Regions from separate parts of the Mus musculus genome. Here regions 1, 2, 4, 5, 6 and 7 are each linked to region 3. The links are chromatin contacts, called in public HiCAR-type and promoter capture Hi-C maps. All regions are on one chromosome and are shown on one strand. Each heading gives the region's core, a stretch centred on a gene start, on an enhancer-like site or on the middle of the called end of the contact. The rest is flanking DNA. Distances are from core to core; before and after follow the strand shown.

Evidence for each region. Promoter capture Hi-C pulls out the DNA fragments that hold promoters and counts their contacts. HiCAR-type assays count read pairs that join an accessible place to other places. Capture Hi-C pulls out chosen DNA fragments and counts their contacts.
Region 1: a contact with region 3 is called in a promoter capture Hi-C map of liver, with 6 times the contacts expected there. The contact joins the promoter of Zfp935 here to the promoter of Mfsd14b in region 3. A contact is called at or near these places in 1 of 39 promoter capture datasets (hippocampal neurons), 1 of 115 datasets of contacts at active chromatin or transcription factors (thymic regulatory T cells) and 2 of 9 other capture datasets (adipose tissue and liver).
Region 2: a promoter capture Hi-C map of liver shows a contact between it and region 3, with 4 times the contacts expected there. The contact joins the promoter of Zfp493 here to the promoter of Mfsd14b in region 3. A contact is called at or near these places in 4 of 39 promoter capture datasets (cranial neural crest, hippocampal neurons, liver and 1 more) and 1 of 9 other capture datasets (liver).
Region 4: a contact with region 3 is called in a promoter capture Hi-C map of pre-B cells, with 4 times the contacts expected there. The contact joins the promoter of 4930525G20Rik here to the promoter of Mfsd14b in region 3. A contact is called at or near these places in 3 of 39 promoter capture datasets (hippocampal neurons, liver and pre-B cells) and 1 of 115 datasets of contacts at active chromatin or transcription factors (astrocytes).
Region 5: a contact with region 3 is called in a promoter capture Hi-C map of hippocampal neurons, with 5 times the contacts expected there. The contact joins the promoter of BC048507 here to the promoter of Mfsd14b in region 3. A contact is called at or near these places in 3 of 39 promoter capture datasets (hippocampal neurons, liver and second pharyngeal arch cranial neural crest).
Region 6: a contact with region 3 is called in a HiCAR-type map of astrocytes, with 8 times the contacts expected there. The contact joins the promoter of Zfp273 here to the promoter of Mfsd14b in region 3. A contact is called at or near these places in 3 of 39 promoter capture datasets (cranial neural crest, hippocampal neurons and pre-B cells), 1 of 484 Hi-C or Micro-C datasets (uterus) and 1 of 115 datasets of contacts at active chromatin or transcription factors (astrocytes).
Region 7: a promoter capture Hi-C map of liver shows a contact between it and region 3, with 4 times the contacts expected there. The contact joins the promoter of Zfp85os here to the promoter of Mfsd14b in region 3. A contact is called at or near these places in 4 of 39 promoter capture datasets (cranial neural crest, hippocampal neurons, liver and 1 more), 1 of 115 datasets of contacts at active chromatin or transcription factors (astrocytes) and 1 of 9 other capture datasets (liver).

What each region holds. Positions count from the first base shown.
Region 1 is chr13:62,465,519-62,468,218 of GRCm38.p6, forward strand. It overlaps Zfp935 (zinc finger protein 935), which reads right to left and starts at 1,294. Exons shown (of 4, transcript NM_178875.4): 1 at 1,189-1,294. The coding sequence starts at 1,191.
Region 2 is chr13:67,778,345-67,781,044 of GRCm38.p6, forward strand. It overlaps Zfp493 (zinc finger protein 493), which reads left to right and starts at 1,349. Exons shown (of 4, transcript NM_028402.2): 1 at 1,349-1,475. The coding sequence starts at 1,470.
Region 3 is chr13:65,111,565-65,114,264 of GRCm38.p6, forward strand. It overlaps Mfsd14b (major facilitator superfamily domain containing 14B), which reads right to left and starts at 1,418. Exons shown (of 12, transcript NM_133680.3): 1 at 940-1,418. The coding sequence starts at 1,053.
Region 4 is chr13:67,829,302-67,832,247 of GRCm38.p6, forward strand. It overlaps 4930525G20Rik (RIKEN cDNA 4930525G20 gene), which reads right to left and starts at 1,684. Exons shown (of 3, transcript NR_045194.1): 1 at 1,534-1,684. Gm10037 (predicted gene 10037) reads left to right here and starts at 1,805. Exons shown (of 4, transcript NM_001309374.1): 1 at 1,805-1,852.
Region 5 is chr13:67,861,656-67,864,646 of GRCm38.p6, forward strand. BC048507 (cDNA sequence BC048507) reads left to right here and starts at 1,671. Exons shown (of 1, transcript NM_001001185.3): 1 at 1,671-2,268. The coding sequence starts at 1,851. The coding sequence ends at 2,120.
Region 6 is chr13:67,812,529-67,815,228 of GRCm38.p6, forward strand. Zfp273 (zinc finger protein 273) reads left to right here and starts at 1,288. Exons shown (of 4, transcript NM_198322.3): 1 at 1,288-1,368. The coding sequence starts at 1,363. All of the region lies in intron 2 of 4930525G20Rik (RIKEN cDNA 4930525G20 gene), which reads right to left.
Region 7 is chr13:67,727,879-67,730,578 of GRCm38.p6, forward strand. Zfp85os (zinc finger protein 85, opposite strand) reads left to right here and starts at 1,384. Exons shown (of 3, transcript NR_027969.1): 1 at 1,384-1,824. It overlaps Zfp65 (zinc finger protein 65), which reads right to left and starts at 1,295. Exons shown (of 4, transcript NM_145622.2): 1 at 1,183-1,295. The coding sequence starts at 1,188.

The DNA.
Region 1 (2,700 bases), core at 44-2,543, 2.6 Mb before region 3:
GCAAATACTCCTAGCATCAGAATCTTCTATAAAAGAGAGAGATGAGAAGCCATTTGGTGTTGGTCTGGTTATTGGTAAAGGAGAGTGATTTTGAAAAATTGCAGGCTATTCCCTAGCAGAGATAATGACATAAGAAGATAAAGTTAGGCCAGGCAGTGGTGGCGCACGCCTTTAATCCCAGCATTTGGGAGGAAGAGGCAGGCGGGTTTCTGAGTTCGAGGCCAATCTGGTCTACAGAGTGAGTTCCAGGCCAGCAAGAGGTATACAGAGGAACCCTGTCTCAAAAAAAATCCAAAAACAAAACAAAACAAAAAACAAAAAGCACTAAAAAGAGAAGATACAGTTAGATCTCACCCCTACGTGCAATGTGAGCTGCGGAGAGACGTAACCTAACACACAGCTTCTCAACACTCTGAGCTGAAGTAACTGTGCAAGTGGATTAGACATATCTGCAAAGGAGTCCCCTCTAGTTGAAAATTCAACATACATTGGAACAAACTAACCGCTCAAAAGTATAATAATTTGTATTATGAATTTATGTGAGTTTATCCATATTTGCTTGTGTAAAAGTCTTTTCTACTGTGAGGGTGGCTCTCTTCTCCTGGTTTAAGAGAAGTTTATTGCTCCAAACTTCCCCCAAGCTTATCAAGCAAGAGGCATCTGGACAAGAGGGAAAGGCTCTAGCAATGACTCCTTTACTTAATCACCCACTCCCTTTCCTTAGAGAACTTTCATAGGAAACTTTTTAGAAGAACTTGGAAATAAAGATTAAAGACATGTTTAAAAGTGTCCCACTTTTCTTCCTGTGACTTCAACTAGCAGCTGGAAGTTAGAGCAGCCCAGTTTCTGTGGAGATAGAACAAAAGCTACTCACTTAATCCCCTGTCTTTTTAAGAGGAGGCTCTAAATACCAGAGATCGCAGCGTCCAGCCTTGCCTCAGAGGAACTCGGGCAGGTCAGCTTCTGCTGCAACGCGACTGAGACTTAAGATAGGCAAACGTCTTAATACTAAACAGCAACCCTAAACATCCCTGAAAACCAAGTCTTGTCACCTCAGACACTCTTCCCCCTCCACTGCCTGAAGAGGAACCAAGAATGGCCAGGGCTGGTCCCCTGCATCCCGTCACCCCGACTCCAGCTTCTTAGACCCCTGCTCCTTCCGGTTAAGGGCAGTGGTCACACGCTCACCATGTCGCCACGTCGTAGATCGCTGGCAATTCCCTAAGGCCCCTGGCAGCAGAGATTAAAACAAATCAGACCAAGCTTTCAGCCTGCTCGAAACGGAAAGGAACACAGAGCACCGGAACAAGGCACACGGAAGAACACGCCTCTACTTCTATTGCCCTGCCTATCCGGAGGCCCTGATTGGCTAGTGAGACTTGATTGACATGAGCACCTCCCTTAGGGTTACAGTGCGCTGAAGGCACACAGCTTAGGGCTTCCCAGCTCGGGTTTCTTATCCAGATGCTGACCCTTTTGAGATCTGCAAGACTTTCTTTCAGTCCTGTCCAACAATAGTCTATCTTTCTGTCATCCAGAACTCAGCAGGAATTTCTTCTTCCTGCTCCTCCAAGGCCGCCGCCGGTTCTGCTTCTCCTCGCTCCGCCCCCCTCCTCCACCAAGGAATCAAGAGCCACACCTTGCACAGTACATTATTCAACTTGGAGCAGAATGAACTATAGGTTCCAAGGATAATTACAATTAAAGAGAGATTTTTAGGACATAAAATGTGATGTTTGCTTCTCTCATTTTACACTGACATCAGGAAAATCGCAGCTAATATGCAATTGCTACAGATGAGACTCCAGACAACCCTGGGAGAAAAGCAGGGGATGGTTGCCAATCACTATGGAGCACTATTGTTAGCCAGCACATCTTCCTACGTGGGAAGGTGAAAAAACATATCTGTATTAGTAAAGGTTTTCCAGATGAACAGAACTCAGAGCATGGATATCTTTAAGTATGCAGAAAGTGGATAGATAAGAATGGCTCACAGAATGTGGCCCCACTGGTAAATCAATGACTGTACCAACGGAGATTTGAAGAAAACAGTAGTGCCTTTATGTCTCAGCTGGTCTTTAGTATTTTTCAGCATTCCAAAGATGGAGCCTTAATGCTAGAAAAATAAAGAGACCTTGCTGGCCAGTATGTGGGAAGAAGAGAAAGAGAAAGAACTACCATCTTCAATATCCTTTATATATGTAGGCTCACAGCAGAAGTTCTGGCCTAGATTAATTTTTTTTCTACTTAACCAAAACCTCCAGAGTAAATAAGGGTTTTCCCATCTTAAATGGTGAAAATAATAAAAACATTCACAGTGCCCATCTCTTTGGTTTTAAGTAACTGAACTCCTGTAACTACAGTCATTTGAAATAATTACATTGGTGGCAACATCAGTTAACAGGAAGTTCAGTTTTTATCCAGATTCTTTCTTTTTAGATTTATATATTTATTTTTTATGTATATGAGTACACTGTAGCTGTACAGATGGTTGTGAGCCTTCATGTGGCTGTGGAGAATTGAATTTTTCAGACCTCTGCTTCACTCTGGTCAGTCCCACTCACTTAGTCCCTGCTTGCTCTCGCCCAAAGATTTATTTCTTATTATTATTATACATAATTACACTGTAGCTGACTTCAGACACTCCAGATCTCATTATGGATAGTTGTGAATCACCATGTGGTTGCTGGGATTTGAACT
Region 2 (2,700 bases), core at 99-2,598, 2.7 Mb after region 3:
GAGCTTAGAGTGCTAAGGAGACAAAGGACTGGGTCAGCTGTATGTAGTATATATGTGTGTGTGTAAAACCATGGTTTAAATAATAGCAATCTCTCTCTCTCTACACACACACACACACACACACACACAGCTGTTAACAAATTAAGAAAACATTTGGAAAAGTGAGTGATAGCTGTTCTTTACGGGCCTGGGAACATGAACTTGTATGACCCTGCCAGCAAGATGGAGAAGTTGCCCTTGAGATGGCTGGACTCAGACAACTGTTTAAAACAGAAGCTATTCAGCTATACGGAAGTCCCCAGCTCCCCTAGGGCCTGGAACTATGAATTTAGTTTCTCTCTAGAATTTAATGAAATCTGAAAGTGAAATCGTCATAGTACTTAGAATACGTTTCTTTTCTTGTCCCCAACAATACTTGCCTGCATTCATGAAAAACCAGGTAGAAGAGGATGAAGCTCTTGTATAGCACAAATTAGTGGATGAACATGTGTGCACTCTACTTACAGACAGACCAAAAAAAGATCCTGAGATAAATTCAGGATTTCTTCGTAAGTTAACATCAGAGAGCTGGATGTTTAACTTTGTCCAATGATTTAAAACAGCTGTGTCCCTGATCCATGCCCTTCACTGTATGGAAGTTTCCAGTGTTCACATGAAAACGTTATCCAGTTGTGGAGTCTTATCCATGTATGGCTCACACAGGTGAACAAGGAGTAGTTATGCATATGTAATGCTTGGTATTAAGCCAAGCCTCCACTGTAGTCAAGGGCTTTACCCCTTGCTCCCTAACCCTACTTGTACATTGTATTTTGAAACAAGGTCTCTTTATTTGGCCCAGGTTAGCCTTGGATTTGGGATCCTCCTGTCTTAAGTTCCTGAGCAGTTCGACTACAAGGAAGGTCACATATAGTTATTTTATAGTAATATTGAATCAGTGTGAACTTTACATGTAGAAGATTCCATAATAAGTACACTTTTGAGTTTAAATCGCAACATATTGAACAGAAATAAGTTGCAAACCTATTAAAGGTTACTGCCAAAGGCTCAATTTACATTTAAACGTGTCCTGTACTGAATTCAGCATTTCCCCCCCCTCTCTGTGTAGCCCTGGCTGTCCTGGAACTCACTCCATAGACCAGGCTAGCCTCGAACTCAGAGCCTGTCTCTGCCTCCCAAGTGCTGGGATTAAAAGCTAGCGCCGCCACCACTGCCCGGTTTAAATTTAGCATTTTAAAAGCCAACTGGCTCCCTGTGGTTGTACCAGGACACAAACTGACTGCTTCCTCCCAACCCCTTACACTCTAAGGGATTTCTTTCGCATAGAGTTGTGGGAAATGTAGTCTTGCCCATATGACGTCACAAGGAGCCAGTCAGGAAACCACGTTTCTACTCTCGGTCTGCATAGTTGCATCTTTCCCAAAGTTGAGCAAGAAAAAGGTCTTGCTCAGTACTCGGTTTGCATCTCTCACATGGAGGTTCGTCCAGGGTGCAACGCTGCCCTGCAGGCGTGAGGGTCCGCGTGGTGATGGGTCCGGAATGGATGGCGAGGGTTTGTGGATGGGAGGTGGGAAGAAGCGGACTTGGGGGTGCTGTGCTGACCTAGGCTGGACCAACCCCACGTTGGATCCAGGTCAGAGCTGCGGAAAGGGCAATGGGGTCGGCTCTGAGAGTGACCGTTTTGCTTGCACGAGGCTACTGCTGGAGTCCACCCTGCGCAGGAGAGCTGGCTCAGGACCCAGGAGTGAGAACTGCTGGAAGTCCTGGCAGGTTTCACCCTGACTGGTGTCTGATGACAGCCTGAGGCTATGACTGGGAGCGCACTCTCCTGCTTGGCTGGGGAAACTCTGCTCTCTAGCTGACTCAGGCTCACATGGTTGTAGTCAGATTTCTCAGGAAATCTAGAACCAACTGGGTGTGTGGTGCTTTCTTTACTTTATAGCTGGCCCAGGACTCTTGGAGTTGACAAAAGTTCATAACCTTGTTTATTTGCAAGTGAAGGGAGTTTTGGGAGGGCGGTTGGTGTTTGGAATGTTGGTTCCATTTTCTTGGTAATGAACTGTTAGATTTATGAACTATTTTGAATAGAAGTCCTTCGCGATCACTGTTGTGACGTCAACCCCAAGACTAACACTCCTATATGAATGAGGGCAGAATAGTCCCTTAAAGGGAAAGATTTGAGTTTTGTGTCAACCAAGTAGTTCACTCTGTAGTGTAGAGTGAAAAGTACTAGAAAATAATAGATCAGCCAGTACCTTCGGAGACTGCGTTTGGACTCCTTTTCAAAATGGAGAAACAAATTGGTGTGAGAATAGGCGTGGGTACAGGGCTGTTGGTTACAGGTGAGAGGGGGCTGAAATGTCTCTGGGGGAGGAAATAATACTGCATCCTAAGAGGTCGGTCTTCATCGCTCTTTAATGGCCAGCTGTTCTGTCTTTGCATATCATCTGCAGTGTCTAAACTCACCTAAACCAACTCTTATCGAAGAATGTGGCATCTAGGTTCCCTAACCCTCCCCAAACAGTTCTAGACAAACTCACCCAAGTACTTACAGTGTGTCAGAGAGACAAAAAGATGGAATTGAGGAGCTCTGATCACTCAGGGCCCTGTGACTGGCACCTTGTAAGCACCTTAATGAAGCCAGCCTTGAACTCCTAATCCTCCTGCCTCTACCTCCCAAGGACTAGGATTATTGGTTTGTGC
Region 3 (2,700 bases), core at 168-2,667:
AAAATATACTATGTGATATAGTATGTGGTTCTGTTTTACCTCAAAATTTTTGCATGTTTGAATTTTGACTTGAGATTTCATTCTGCATACTACTAATTCTCTACCCTCCCAATTGTACCAAAGATGAATTCACACAGTCAAGTATGCACTTGGAACCACTTAGTATTCTTTAACAGAAATTAAATATGCAAGCTTAAAAACAGGAAAAACACATGACCACACATATCATATTTAAATAAATTCCTATTTCTCATTGAACAAACTTTCCCATAGTTGCAAGAGTTTGTACTCAATTCACTGCAAAACTTTAAGTTTTAAGTCCTAAGTAGATCCTTCCCCAAAAATCCTTTTTATACTTATGACTGAAGAAATGACATTAGTCCCTGTGCTTAGTTTCCAACCATTAAAAGAAGAAGAAGAAAAAGTGGCACTGGTAAGGTCTGTACTGTGAATCCAGGTCAAGGAAAATAAGCCTTCCCTAGCTGTCAAACTCATCTCAACTTTACATGTCACTAAAGGAGATCAGGCTGAACTTTCACCTTCAGGTACAGAGATCTTCAGCTTCCTCTTACTACACTAAGGCCACTTCTGAAACCCAGAGGAGGAGGAAGTATCAGGCGCCTCCCACTTTGACCTCCAGCATCCCTGTAGGCAATTCCGGAGACTGCGAAAAATGAAGGCTTTAAGACAGACTGACACACACACACTGTCTAAGTTGCTGTGGACAAAATCTGTGCCCAGAAGATTTCTGTCAATTTGCACAGAATTATATCCAAATTATATTACTGTCCCGCGTCTGGTGGCTTTTGAATCAATAACCAAATCTCCTAGAGGTTCGTCTGGGGAGGAGTTGATAGGAAAGCCAGCTTTTCAAAGAACCTGGCTCTCCTAGAACAGCCACAATCCCAGAGTCCCTGTCCGAACCCAGTCAAAACTTACCCAGCTGCCGCTCGCGGCCTGAGCGCTCCCGCGCTTCTCAGGCATGGTTGACGCCTTGGGTGAGGCCACCGCCTTCCACCTCGGCTCCTCCGGCGACTCCCCGTCCGTGCTCATGCCGCCGTCATGCCAGAGCAGGTTCGGAGCGCTCCAAGACACTGGCGACGCCGCCACTGCGGCGGCGGGGCCCGAGCCTTCATGGGCTCCGCGATCCGCAGCGGCCTGCCGCTCGGGCGGCGGCGCCAGTGGCGACACCGGCTGCTGAGAGGACGCCGAGGCTGGATCCGTGCAGGAAGCGAACAGGGCCCTCAACTATTCAGTGGTGGTCGTGAACACAGGACCCCGACACTGGCAGTGAGTAGTTTTCAGTAGCGCCCGAACAGTCGGGAGACGGCGTCCCGCCCGGAGAACTCAGCAAAGGCAGCTCCCGCCTAGAACGCCCACCCCTCTCCAGAAGCTCGGGCAAGCTCCGCCCAGACTGCGTAGCGCATCAAAACTGCGTCATCTTCTAGGGACTCCAGGCCTATAGATTTTAACGGAGACTGGAAGGACCCAAAGCGTTCCTGATTGGATTAGACTGCCCGCGAGTCCTAGGGACTGTTTACTCCTACCCCGGGCTAGAATTCCAACTGCACGTCATCCCACCTTCCCCCTTTTCGTGGGTTTTAGGGATCTGACTTGGGTCCTTAGGTAGCATAGGAACTGAGTTCTTTCCAGCCCCTACCCCAAGTAAATGATTTTTTACTAGATATTTTCTTTATTTACATTTCAAATGTTATCCCCTTTCCTAGGATGATAGTTATAAAAAGAACAAACTGACACACAGCCCCTGGAACTGTAATCCTGCAATGGGGAAGTGGTCTACAATTGACAGGATTTCAGAAGCCTCCAACCATGCACTGATTAACAGAAAATTACACAGAATATATTGCTCAGTGGTAGAGCACTTCCCTGGTATTCCAATAGGCTCTAGCTATGCTCACTCCCCAGAGGCAAGCACGCACGCTCGCACTTACTAAACCTAGAACTTTCTTATCCACAATCTCAGGCAGATTGTCCTCAACCCTTCTTCATATATGACCCAGGCTGGCCTTAAATACATGTTGATGATCTTGCCTCAGTTTTCCATATGCTGGGTGTCGGTTTAAGCCACCACACTGGACATTGTTCTTAATTGTTAAATATAACTGGAGACAGAATGTTTAAACAAGTCAAGCACATTTACAGATTTCTGTCATTTTTGTAAATTATATTGTTAATCTCACAGACGTGAATCGAAAGATCACCAACCCAAATTATGGCCAGTTTAAAGCAAGATTTATTGTGTACAAACCAGAGACAAATCAGCAGCTGTCTCCCCCTAAAACGGGGTTCACAATACCAGCCCCAAGCCAACTTCTCAAGCCCTTTATATAGGGCAAAACCATGGGGTGGGGGATTTTGCATGGAATCGTAGATACAGAAGTGAAACCAGGTGGTCAAGGTTAAAGTGGGTCATGGAACAATGGGTATTGGTATAGAACATTCTCAAAAACAGGTAGCTGGGGCGGGAGGTATTACAGTACATTCTATGGTTACTGGGCTAGGGTGCAGCCCATCTCTGAGAAATATATAAACTTCAAGTTTTATAGTAAACAGAAACTTAACTTGGCTATAGACTCGAATTGAGATGGGCTGGCTTCTCAATATCCTTTAATGAGCCTAAGTTTTCCTTCTGTTTCAACCATGTTTTGTTGATTCTGAGCCTGCCCTCTATACTACCTA
Region 4 (2,946 bases), core at 434-2,933, 2.7 Mb after region 3:
GTGTGTGTGTGTGTGTGTGTTGTGGAGGCTTCTGGGCACCCCACACGGGGTTCAATAATAAAGACACAGAGACATCCATATAGTGTAAGGCTGTTGCATGGGGCAGTCCCTCATTTTTATGGCTCTACCTGGCCTCCTTGCCCTGCTCCATTCTGCTTCCATCCCTCTGCCCCAATTAGCAGCAGGACTGCCCTGTCCATAAGTTAAAGTTACTTTCTGGATAAAGTCAATGAAAACTCCAGGACCTCCCTGGGGCAACTTGCTCATTAACATGACAATCTCAGAGAATACTCCTTTTGCGCAGGAAGTGACAAATATTTACATGTACAAGGCAGGTTTTGTGGGTGATAGTAAGGACAGTACCTTATATCCAGCCAATGCTAGATGCTGCCAGCAGAGCTTAACAATTGAGAATGCAGGGGTATAGTTTCATTCATAGCCAGTAGTTACGATATCTGTGGGGGATAGGTCACCTCCCAAATCTAGGCACGTTGGGGCAGAAACAAAAGCAGACCACAGGCATAAGGCAAAGGAATCTCAGAGACAGAGGGAGTGCTATCTCAGAGGAAGCAGGCTTTGAGTTCTAGCAGAGACAACAGGCATTAGGAACCAGTAAAGCTTCTCTTAACTTGAGAAACAAACAGGTAAGGCACCCTCTGGCACAGAAATCATGGCTCCAAACCCCTGGACCTAGTGAGGTTGGTTCCTGGCCTCCATGGCTGGTTAGCTTTCCTGATGGCTGAGGTCTCAGAAAGATAAAGAAGTGCAGACCAGAAGCCCCACTCCTGCCAAGGCTGCAGCTATTGCTCAGGAGGCTCCTGCAGTCACCACAGGTGGACAAGTCCTGCCTCCCTTACCTCAGGATGTGAGCACTAAAAAGCAGCACTAAGTCCAATCTACTCACCTTGCATGGGGTTCCTTTAAGGTAACAGCACACTTAGCAAACACCCAAGGATCTCATGAGTGAGTGAGGAGAGAAAATGTGTGGTGGCGCATGTCTTTAATCCCAGCACTGGGGGGTGGGGGGTGAGGGTGGGGGTGGGGGTGGTAGAGGCAGGCGGATTTCTGAGTTCGAGGCCAGCCTGGTCTACAAAGTGAGTTCCAGGACAGCCAGGGCTATACAGAGAAACCCTGTCTCGAAAAACCAAAAGAAAAAATACTGGCAATATTTTCAACCATGGGATATGACCGTGATGAATAATGAGATTCAAAACAATGTCAAATGTGCCAGAGTTGAAAGCCTACTAGGAATGGGAGTGGACAAATATTTTGTAAGTTTATGAGAATTTTGCTGCCATCTCCAACAAGACATTCTCAGTGAGCGTGAGAACCAAAGAGGCATCAAGAGCCGCTGGGAGTTAAAAAATATTAATGAATCTTAAGATGATTTTCTTTCCCACATTAGTGTATTGCTTCCTTATTTAAAAACACAACAGGGTCAGCGTGATTCTTTTTTAAAGTAAGATTAAAATTACAACATATGGCCCAGAAATGACTTGTACTCCTAAGATTTCTGTCACAGACTCGACTCACATTCACGTTATCTCCTGTTGTGGATCCGGAGGGGGGAAAACCAGCCCGACTCCCCAAGAATGTGCTGCAGACTGCTTCTTTCCTTCTATTCTCTCTCTTGGGTTGCCAGGGACAAATTCTGGAACCAGAGAAATCACCTTCGGTGGGTTACAGAAATCCCTTCGCACGGACTTCTGGGAAATGTAGTCTGGATACTGTGACGTCACAGGGAGCTAACCGGTAAACCCCCCACTAGGTTTTTGCTTAACAGAGGGGTCTTCCCCAAAGTTTTGCGAGAGTCCTGTGTGGCCGTTACATTCCTGTCGTCTGTGATGTGGAGGTTGGTTCAGAAAACAACATAGCCTGGGTCTCTGTTCCCGGTTCTGTCTCAGAGGGAGCGAAACTGAACTGGGTGGGAGGGCAGAAGCTGCTGCTTGGACCTGCCTTGCTGTACCGGCTGGGACAGGTGACGTTGCATGTCGGGACGATGAGGATTGTGCCCTAGGTGATGGTTTCCTTTGGACACTGCGTGCTGCTCTCGTGCCCTAGAGATGTTAGTGATCCCCAAACACAGGATGTGTCCTTGGCCCACAATGGTTATTTCAGCCTGTTGTTTTGTTTTGCTTTTTGTTTTTGTTTTTTGTTTTTGTGTTTGTGTTTTAGACAGAATTTCTCTTGGTTCTCATGGAACTTACTTTGTAGACCAGGCTGAACTAGAACTCACAGGGATCTTCCTGCCTCTGCCTCCCTCATCTTGGGATTGAAGCTATTCACCATGACACTCAGAGTGTCAGCATGTTCTCATCTCACACTGAAATTGTTGAGCTATTTTTAAACTAAAAATACAGAGTTGTAACTTATAGAAGAAGGAGGCCAAATATTTTTTACCATGGACTACTGATGTCAGGAAGCCAAGGTTCTGGGCCTTCCTGAGTAATGGACGCTCTGGAACAGTGGGAGAGAGAGAAGCTTGCAGTCTTGTTGCCCTGAATGCTGGATGTGTATAAGGATCATGTGGGCTACATCTTAGAATCCGATAACATACTGTTTGAGTTGAGCACAACAATACTTAGAAAAATGATCAAAGCTTATCTATACAATTATTTTAAAGGACCCCACTAATACATAAACTGCTGATATTTTCATGTATAAATAAAAAAATAATATGACTATTCTCGTTGGCCAATCTGGGGCATTATTCAATAAGACATGAATATAGAAATTAAAAAATTTTGAAATAATTAGACAGCATAGCAAACATGCTGCTCAACTACAGCACACTGATACATGCTGTCAAATGTGTAAAACACACTTCAGAAATGTCACAAACATCAACCAGTACCCATTAGAGAAAACACAGAAATGGAACATGACAAGGAACAGTGAATTCTGTTCTATGTTAAATTCTCAGTATGATTAGTCCTTTGCATGCTG
Region 5 (2,991 bases), core at 421-2,920, 2.8 Mb after region 3:
GTTGACACACAAAAGCAGCCAGTACTGAGGTGGTGGGCCAGGAACATGAGATTTACAGGCTGGCCCTACTTCCTGTCTGTGCTCTGCTTACTGTGTGTGATGTGTACTCTGACCTGGCACTTCCTGCCACCATATCATCCCTGCCTGCTGCCTTGTCTTCCCACCATGGTGGAATAATCCTGTTGAGCTGCAAGCCAGAATAAACCCTTCCTCCTCTCGTTGCTTTTTATTAAGCATTGGGTGATAGCATTGAGAGATGTAATTAATAAGACATGTACATATTTTTCCTGGAATTCTGTGCCATAGTGAACATATTAAACATTAATAAGTGCTTAAATTGCTATTAACTCTTTGTTTTTAAATGTAAAAGTTAGAAAGGAAAAGGGGCCCAGAATGGGGAAGAGATTTGTTATTTCTGTCTGTCCTCTTCCTCTTCCTCCTCCTCTCCCTCCTCCTCCTCTTCCTCTTCTTCCTCCTCTTCCTCCTCCTCTCCTCCTCCTCCTCTTTGTTTTTGGTTTGTTTGTTTTGTTCTGTTTTGTTTCTGTTGACATAGGTTTTCTCTGTAGCCCCAGCTGTCCTAAAACTGGCTCTGTAGACCCGGCTGGCCTTGAACTCACAGAGATCCATCCACCTGCCTCTGCCTCCCAAGTACTGTGATTAGTTGAATGGGCTGCCAAAGCCAGGAAGATTGCTCTTTTCTGCTAATCAGTGGCCCCATTTACTGCTGAGAAATGATAAGAACTAAGAGCTTATAGTAGTTATAAAGTTGGGGGTATCAGGCATGAGTCACTTGCAAAGGCTCGGAAATTTTTCTTGCATATCTGTGGGTAAATCTTGCTCTCTTAACCTTGTCTGGGAACTTGCAATTAACCAGAAGCTTCAAATAAGTAAAATGGGGGGAAAAATGGTAACGTAGGTACATCCAATTCAAATTGAAATATGATCTGAATCTTTATATAATTTCATGTATTAGCCAGGGCTGTGGGCAGTGTGCGGATTTTTCTGTTGCGGGTGGTTTGAGAATGTTTTCAGCTGATGCACAGTGCCATCTTCAGGTCTGTGAACACAGCTGCGAACATGTCAGCAAGGTATGACAGCAAATGTTATGGGTTAATTGAATCTTTCAGGAATATGAACACAGAGCTCCGGCGTGTGCCCGTATTTGGAAACAGGAGCATCACAGGTATAACTAATTAAGATGAAGCCATTAGAGGTTCATCAGGTCCCGCGTGTTTAAATCAGTCTTTCTGAAGTTTCTTAGGGAAATACGCTCATTTTTCCCCCTCGTGAAATAGACACAGTGCGCCGGGCGTGGTGGCGCACGCCTTTAATCCCAGGACTCGGGAGTCTGAGTTAGAGGCTAGCCTGGTCTACAAAGTGAGTTCCAGGACAGCCAAGGATATACAGAGAAACCCCGTCTCGAAAAACCAAAAAAAAAAAAAAAAAAAAGTTTTGATTTTATTGGAGAGTAGGCCGGTTCATTTAAAATATTTCCCTCAAGCAACAGCAGTGTCTGCTGCTTCCACTGCATTTCCTCACACATGTGAATTTCTGATTCATGAAAAGCCAGGTCTCCAGGGTTCGGCTCCCCACCTCAGAGGGTCAGCGGGTAATTGTGCAGTCACAATGAGGCGGTTTCTTGCTTTTTGTGACAAAATAAACCACCTACCAAATGGCTCCTGAAGGGGTAAAGAAAAGGTAGCAAACGCATACAGTTAAATATTTAGCTAAGAGATGCGCCACGGCTTCGGCTTCAGCAGGGACCGGCTGTCTGCTGCTGCTGCTTGAGCACCGCCAGCATCTTCCCTAGGGGCACGCAGCGGCCGATTGGCCCCTGCTCCGCGGTAACCATGTGCGATCGGAAGGCAGTGATAAAAACTGTAGACATGTCGGAAGAGATGCAGCAGGACTCGGTGAGGTGTGCTATCCAGGCGCTGGAGAAGTACAGCACAGAGAAGGATATTGCGGCCCATATCAAGAAGGAGTTTGACAAGAAGTACAACCCCACCTGGCACTGCATTGTGGGCCGGAACTTCGGTAGTTACGTGACGTACGAAACCAAACACTTCGTCTACTTCTACCTGGGTCAGGTGGCCATTCTTCTCTTCAAATCTGGGTAAAAGCGTGGACTGACTGCATCCTAAATGTCAAATACCAGAGTCCGGATCTTCAGCCTTGTTAAGGGAACGCCTCGTCTGAACCTGTTGTGTTCTGTAGAGGGCCTCATTCTCTGTACAAGTTTGTGGTTATAAAATTAGTGAAACAGCTTACATTTGTATTTATTTTCTAGCCCATACTTCTGTACCCTAGTTTTTTCTCCCTTAGGTCATTCCTTTAAAAATAAATCTGGTGGAGATGCCATAAAAAAAAGAAAAAAAAAAAAAAAAGAAAAATCTTAACACGGTTGCGCATGGGAGGTGGGTGTGGCGGGGGGCGGCGGGGGGGGGGGGAGATTAAGTTCAAGAAAACAGACCAGCCCTGTTTTCCTTCCTTTTATTTATGAGTTTTGACCTTGAATAACAACTGTTGGCCTTGGAGCTATGTTTTCTCTATAAGAAATATGCATTTGTCTTTCAAATCTTTTAGGATGGTTATAAAGAGATTGAATGTAAATCCAGTGTTGTTTGTTGAAGTCTATCATAACACATGCTAATGAGATCACTCATGCCCACCGAGATAGCGTCACTGCCTGTTCAGGCCACAAGATACTTCTTATGACAAGACACTTGAGGTATCTCCATTTCAAAATATTATTAACAGGGCTGGAGAGATGGCTCGGAGCTTAAGAGCACTGGCTGCTCTTCCAGAGGTCCAGAGTTCAATTCCCAGTATCCATATGGTGGCTCAGAGTGGCTCATAAGCATCTATAGTGAGAATTGGTGCCCTCTTCTGGCCTGCTAGCATACATGCAGGAAGAATGCTGACTACACGATAAATAAATAAATAAATAATCTTTAAAAATATTATTGGCAATTTAAAATATCTTCTAGT
Region 6 (2,700 bases), core at 38-2,537, 2.7 Mb after region 3:
AATTTATACACTGAAGATTATAAAAAATCAGGCACTAGATGTTAAATAATTCCATGGGGCTGGAAAGTTAGTTTAGCACTGATCATTAAAGATTTATTAACCTGCTCCTAGAAATATGCCACTAGCTTTGGACGGCAGCCCCCACTGGATACATCCTTTTAGAATTGTTATATTTTGATGATTTATGATGATGTTACCTGTTCTGTTTGCAATGCACTGAATACATGGTTTCAGAGTTGTAATGCTTGGATGATTTTTCTACTTTACTGTGCCAAATGATTTTTGTTGGTATCTGTGAATGTTTCATTTGGATGTAGTTTCTAAGAGATGTAATGTTTAGTTTTTTAATGTATAATATCTCCTGCTTGAGAGCTGCAGAATACACTCAGATTCAAACTGCCTATGTGTTTGTTTCTATTTGTCACTGTCAAAACCTTATCCACCTAGCTTCAAGGACCCTCATTCCAGGGACCCTCATACTTGACTGTGGTGCTCCGCGGCAATCTCTTATGATAGAAATCCTATGATGAGTGATGAATAGTGTGTCAAGAGTCAGTTCACTGGCCATATTGAGCCCAAGATCAGTTTTCCTCCCATTGAGAGTAGAGCCAGGAGCTGGAAGAACATCTGGTGGTGAATAGTTGTGTGAGATTGTGAAAGAGAATCCGGTAAAGCTCTGGCACAGCTCTCTCAAATATTAAATTGTTTACACGGATTAATTGAGGAACGTGTGGACAAGGGACTAAGGACAGAAGAAAATCTCAAAGGGTTTCTGGGGCTTATCGGTAAGAGATATCTGTGTTTCCTAGCCCATATCCGCCCCAAACTGTGGATTTCAGTGTACACACCAAAATTGTTCTGTTTTTTGTTTTTGTTCTCCTCTTTGATTTAGTGTCATAATGGATGTTAAACCTAGGCCTCCTTTACTCCAGGCAAGTGCTTCACCAGTGAGTAGCCCCCCATCTCTTTTGGTAGTGTGTAATTTGGGACATAGACTTGTGATTCTTCTGTCTCAAACCCCTGAGCTTTTTAAGACACAGCATTGATCAGAGTAAGAAGTAAACTTAATACACATTACTGTAAAAGGCTGCACTCATATTCGCAAATTGCCCTTTGTAAATTTGGGATTTTTAAAGGAGCCTAATTCCAGTTAAATACAATCCATGACCTATAAACCCTCTGACTTCTTTGGTTCAGGGCAGTCCTTCGCATAGACTTCTGGGAAATGTAGTTTCTCTCTGCATGACCCCGCTAGACAGGACTCTGCTCTCTGTGCTTCCGGGTTCATTTTGCATTTGTGATTCTCCAAACTCTGCGGCGTTCTCAAAGTTCGGACAGTGTGGCTTGTTCTTCGCGCTTAACATGGAGGTTGGTCCCGGGTGCAGCCTAGACTTGCAAACCTCATGAACTCTGAGGTTGGGCGGGTCCGGCGTGCAGGGAGCCGGTGAGGGCTGGGCGGGAGGCGGAGAGAAGCCCACTTGGATGTGCAATGCAGATCTAGGCTTGGCCAGAGTGCAGGGGTGGGGCGCACGCACGGTGCCAGGAGCGAATGCTCTGTTAGGACGGAGCGACTGCCAGAGTCAATCATGTGTTTCAGGGACCTGAGAGGTGGCCTGCTAGTGCAAGAATGGAGATCGGAAAGCTTGAATCCTGTCTAGTGACGTCATGATTAGAGGGACTGCATTTCCCACAAGTCTATGCGAAGATCTCCAAAAGAGCGCTATTGCCCAAGGCTTTTCAATACCTTTAGGCTACTTTTAAAATACCAGATTTAAAGAGGTTGTTGTAGGAATATGATTCCACCTTTCAATGTCACTGTGTATTGAGTTTACGTCTTACTTTGATCGATATGTTGTGACTTTAAAAGCTCAGGTGTACCTAGAATCGTATGGCAGGAGGGAAAATGCACATTGACACAATTTTACCTTATGATAATGGAGCAAGGAGCTACACTGAGACACACCACATGGCTAGAGCAGGGTGGCTTGGCTGATCGTGCGGAAGCAGGCTATGATGAGAGCGCACACAGCCCCTTGGCTGGGGAAGCTTGCTGTTACTAGCTTTCACATTGCTATTGTCAGATCCCTCAGGAAATCTAGAGCAAGTGGGTTTTTCTGAGCCCTCCCATATTCTATGACAGGCCCAGGACTCTGGTTTTGAGTTCGTGTGGCTCATAGTTTCCAGGACAGGGAGTTCTGCGGGGGAGTTTGGTGTATGGGATGTTCGTCCCGTTTTCTTTGTGATAAATTGTTAGTTTTCAGGGCGGCTCACTTTGGATAGGAATCACTCCTTTACCCACTGTGACAGAACCCTCACATTCACACACCTGTATGAGGCAAAAAAAAAACAAAAAACAAAAACAAAAACAAAAAAAACAAAAAACAAAAAACAAAAAAACAAAACCAAAACCAAAACCTCATAGAGGGGGCGCTCTGAGCTTTGTACCTTCCCAGCTATCACTGATCCTATAGTACAGACTGGAAAATACTAGAAGATATTAACTCATAAAATTGCACCAGAGACTGCGATGTAAGAAATTTGTTTTCTTGTGGAAAGATTGAGAGATGAAGTTGAAGAGCTGTGGCTCACTCATGGAACTGTGATTGTAAACAGCTGGCTGCTCATCCCGTCCTTTGTATACACGTGTCTCCTCACCCTGCCATTTGTGCTGTTTTTGCCACACCAGTCAAATTGATTTGT
Region 7 (2,700 bases), core at 134-2,633, 2.6 Mb after region 3:
CAATGTATTTTAAAATTTACTTGGCTAATGACATTATTTGTTCTGTAAAACCATGAAACTGCTTCCAAGTTGGAGTATGGAATTTTCACTAAACTAAATCTGTCTTCTCAGATCATGGCCAATTAAATGGCTCTGGGCTAAACTATTCTCTTAACCCTTCAAGAGGAGAACTGTGCATTTTGCATGAACAGGAACCTACTATGTGTAAACCTTAAGACCCCCAAGTGTGCTACAGCTTTTGAAATTTATCTTACAGTCTCTCAAAGACAGTACAAAAACTTGGGGAATCCTTTCTAGAACTATCCAGGAAGCATCAGTAAACCAGAAAGCCACATTGAGGGACAGAGTACTTTTAGAAGAGATTAGTCACTGCTGATAATGTGAACAGACAGAAGTAAATCATGTGGTAAGAGAACAATGTTCAGAGCCTGGCCTATTAGCAGAGATATTTTCTCCCTTCCCTTTCAGGCATTCCAGCCCCTCCCTGCGATCTTTCTCTCATCACACAAGTGTACTATCCTATCAGAAATGCAGTCCAAATTTTGAAAAAATAAATATACTCAGATAGTATTATTGGGGCACTGCTGTCTAGTGATTTTAAGCTTAAGTGTAAAATCCATAATTATTTGGATTGTGCCAACATAAGTTCAAAACAATTCCAAGATTATTCTGTAGCTACATAGCCTTGTATTGTGACGACTCAGGTCACAGAGGTGTACATTAGGAATTCCTACTCAACCCGAGGCATCCATAAATCTAACAATTCATTCCAAAAGAAAAGAAACTAACATCCCACACAACAGTCGCCCTCACAAGACTCTCTGTCCCTGGAACTTCCGGAAGTTCTGTAAGTGCTGGGACTCAGACTACAATCACATGAGTAAGGGTCAGCTAGGCAGAGCAAAGTAGAATGCTCCCTTCAGCATCTCCGCACAGGCAGTCAGCAGACCCAGCCTGCCCTTGCCATCCCCTTGTCTCTAACATTCTTCCCGGCCAATCCTGCTCCTAGGGGCAGTGGCCCATCCTAGGTCAACACAGTACCTCCAGGTCGGCGGCCCCCTCGCCCCCCGCCCCCCCCCCCCCCCCGTCTCCCAACCAGCCTGAGCCAGCTCCCTCCGCGCCTGACCCGCCATCCTGCACAGTCCCTCAGATCTGTACGACCGCACTGCTCCCTGCACCAACCTCCATGTCAGGGATCCAAACCCAAGACACTCGATTAACTTTGGGGAGAAGCAAGGTTTAAGAACGAATCCGGAAGTTTGGTACCAACGGCCCCTTCTGGAGTCGTCATAATTGTTGGGACTACATCTCCCACAAATCAGTGTAAAGGACTTCCAGGAACACACCAAAGGAGTTCGGTGCACTGCCTGGGTACCTGCCTAAGTGTGAGCAAGTGAAATTGGAAAGAAACAGGCACATGGGCAGCCACAGGGCATTCGGGCTCTTTTGAAGTGCTGTGGTCTCAGCAAGGGATGTTAGCCTGTGAGTCGAGCCTTTCTCAGTAATGTTAATTATACATGCTAGTTATTTCTGCTAAAACGTGATTTTAAAGCTCAAATCTACTTATGAAATCATACTAACACATGGGAAATCATGCTTTCATGGTCTGCTTTACTTAAAAATAAGGAAGCAGGAAGGTAATGTAGGACTGAGCATTTCTTTAATGAAACCACGCTTGGTGATCCCGCCTGACATGCAGCATCTCAGGTGCTTAAGACAGAAGAACAGGAAATCAAAACTAGTCACCACCGGGTGTTCTCTGAGCACAGGCTTTCCTCCTCCCCATCTCCCAGCAGGAGGCGCAGAGCTCCTGGGATCACACTGGTGAGTCTACTGACTTTTGGTACACTGTGCACTATAGGATTTCCCTTGTTCCCTTTGATGTTCCTTATAGAATTTCCTCTCTCTCCTGATCATGCCATCATTCATGTTTCAGACTATTTAATATTTGGTATCTGTCTTGAACTTCCCTCACTTCTTTAGGAAAGTTTATTCCTGTGCAGTTCATGCTTGAGACAAAGGTATGAACCCCATCCATCACAAGGAAGATTTCATGTTTCTGTGATGCATTCTGATTCACAGGGAAACTGATTCAGAACAGAGACTATGTGAAGTTCCTATCAATTCTTGTATTCCAGGCAGTGTGTTAACCCAGGGATACAGCTCCACTTAGAGAAACTAGAGTCAAGCAGTACATTCACCTGAACACTTGATTGGCATGTCTGTTTAGAATGAGGTCATGACTAGTCTGTACTCCTCCTGAATGCTGCAGTGAAGGGCACTGTCATCAACCATAAGGCCTTAGCATTTCTGGACATGTCTAGGATTCCAGTGTACATGTGCATGTGCGTGTGTGTGCATGTATGTTTGTGTCTGTTACATGTAAACCTACCTGAGAGGGCACTGACTCCTCTGGGAGGTGCTGATCTGTGAGGATGCAGCATTCACCCTCAACTGTTCTGCAGTTTCCATTTCCTCCTAGTGGGATTGGTTAATTCAAGAGGAAGAGGAGGAACTAATATGGTATAGGAACAAAACGAACATGCAGAACCTAACTGAACATACAGGAAGCCCCATTTAGCATGATATTAGGGGCCCAGGCATACTTAGGGAGAGTTTACCACAGTCTGATTCTCAGGCCTTATATGTTTCCTTAGACCATGTTGGCAGTTTCAACTTTATCAGACATACTATCATTTT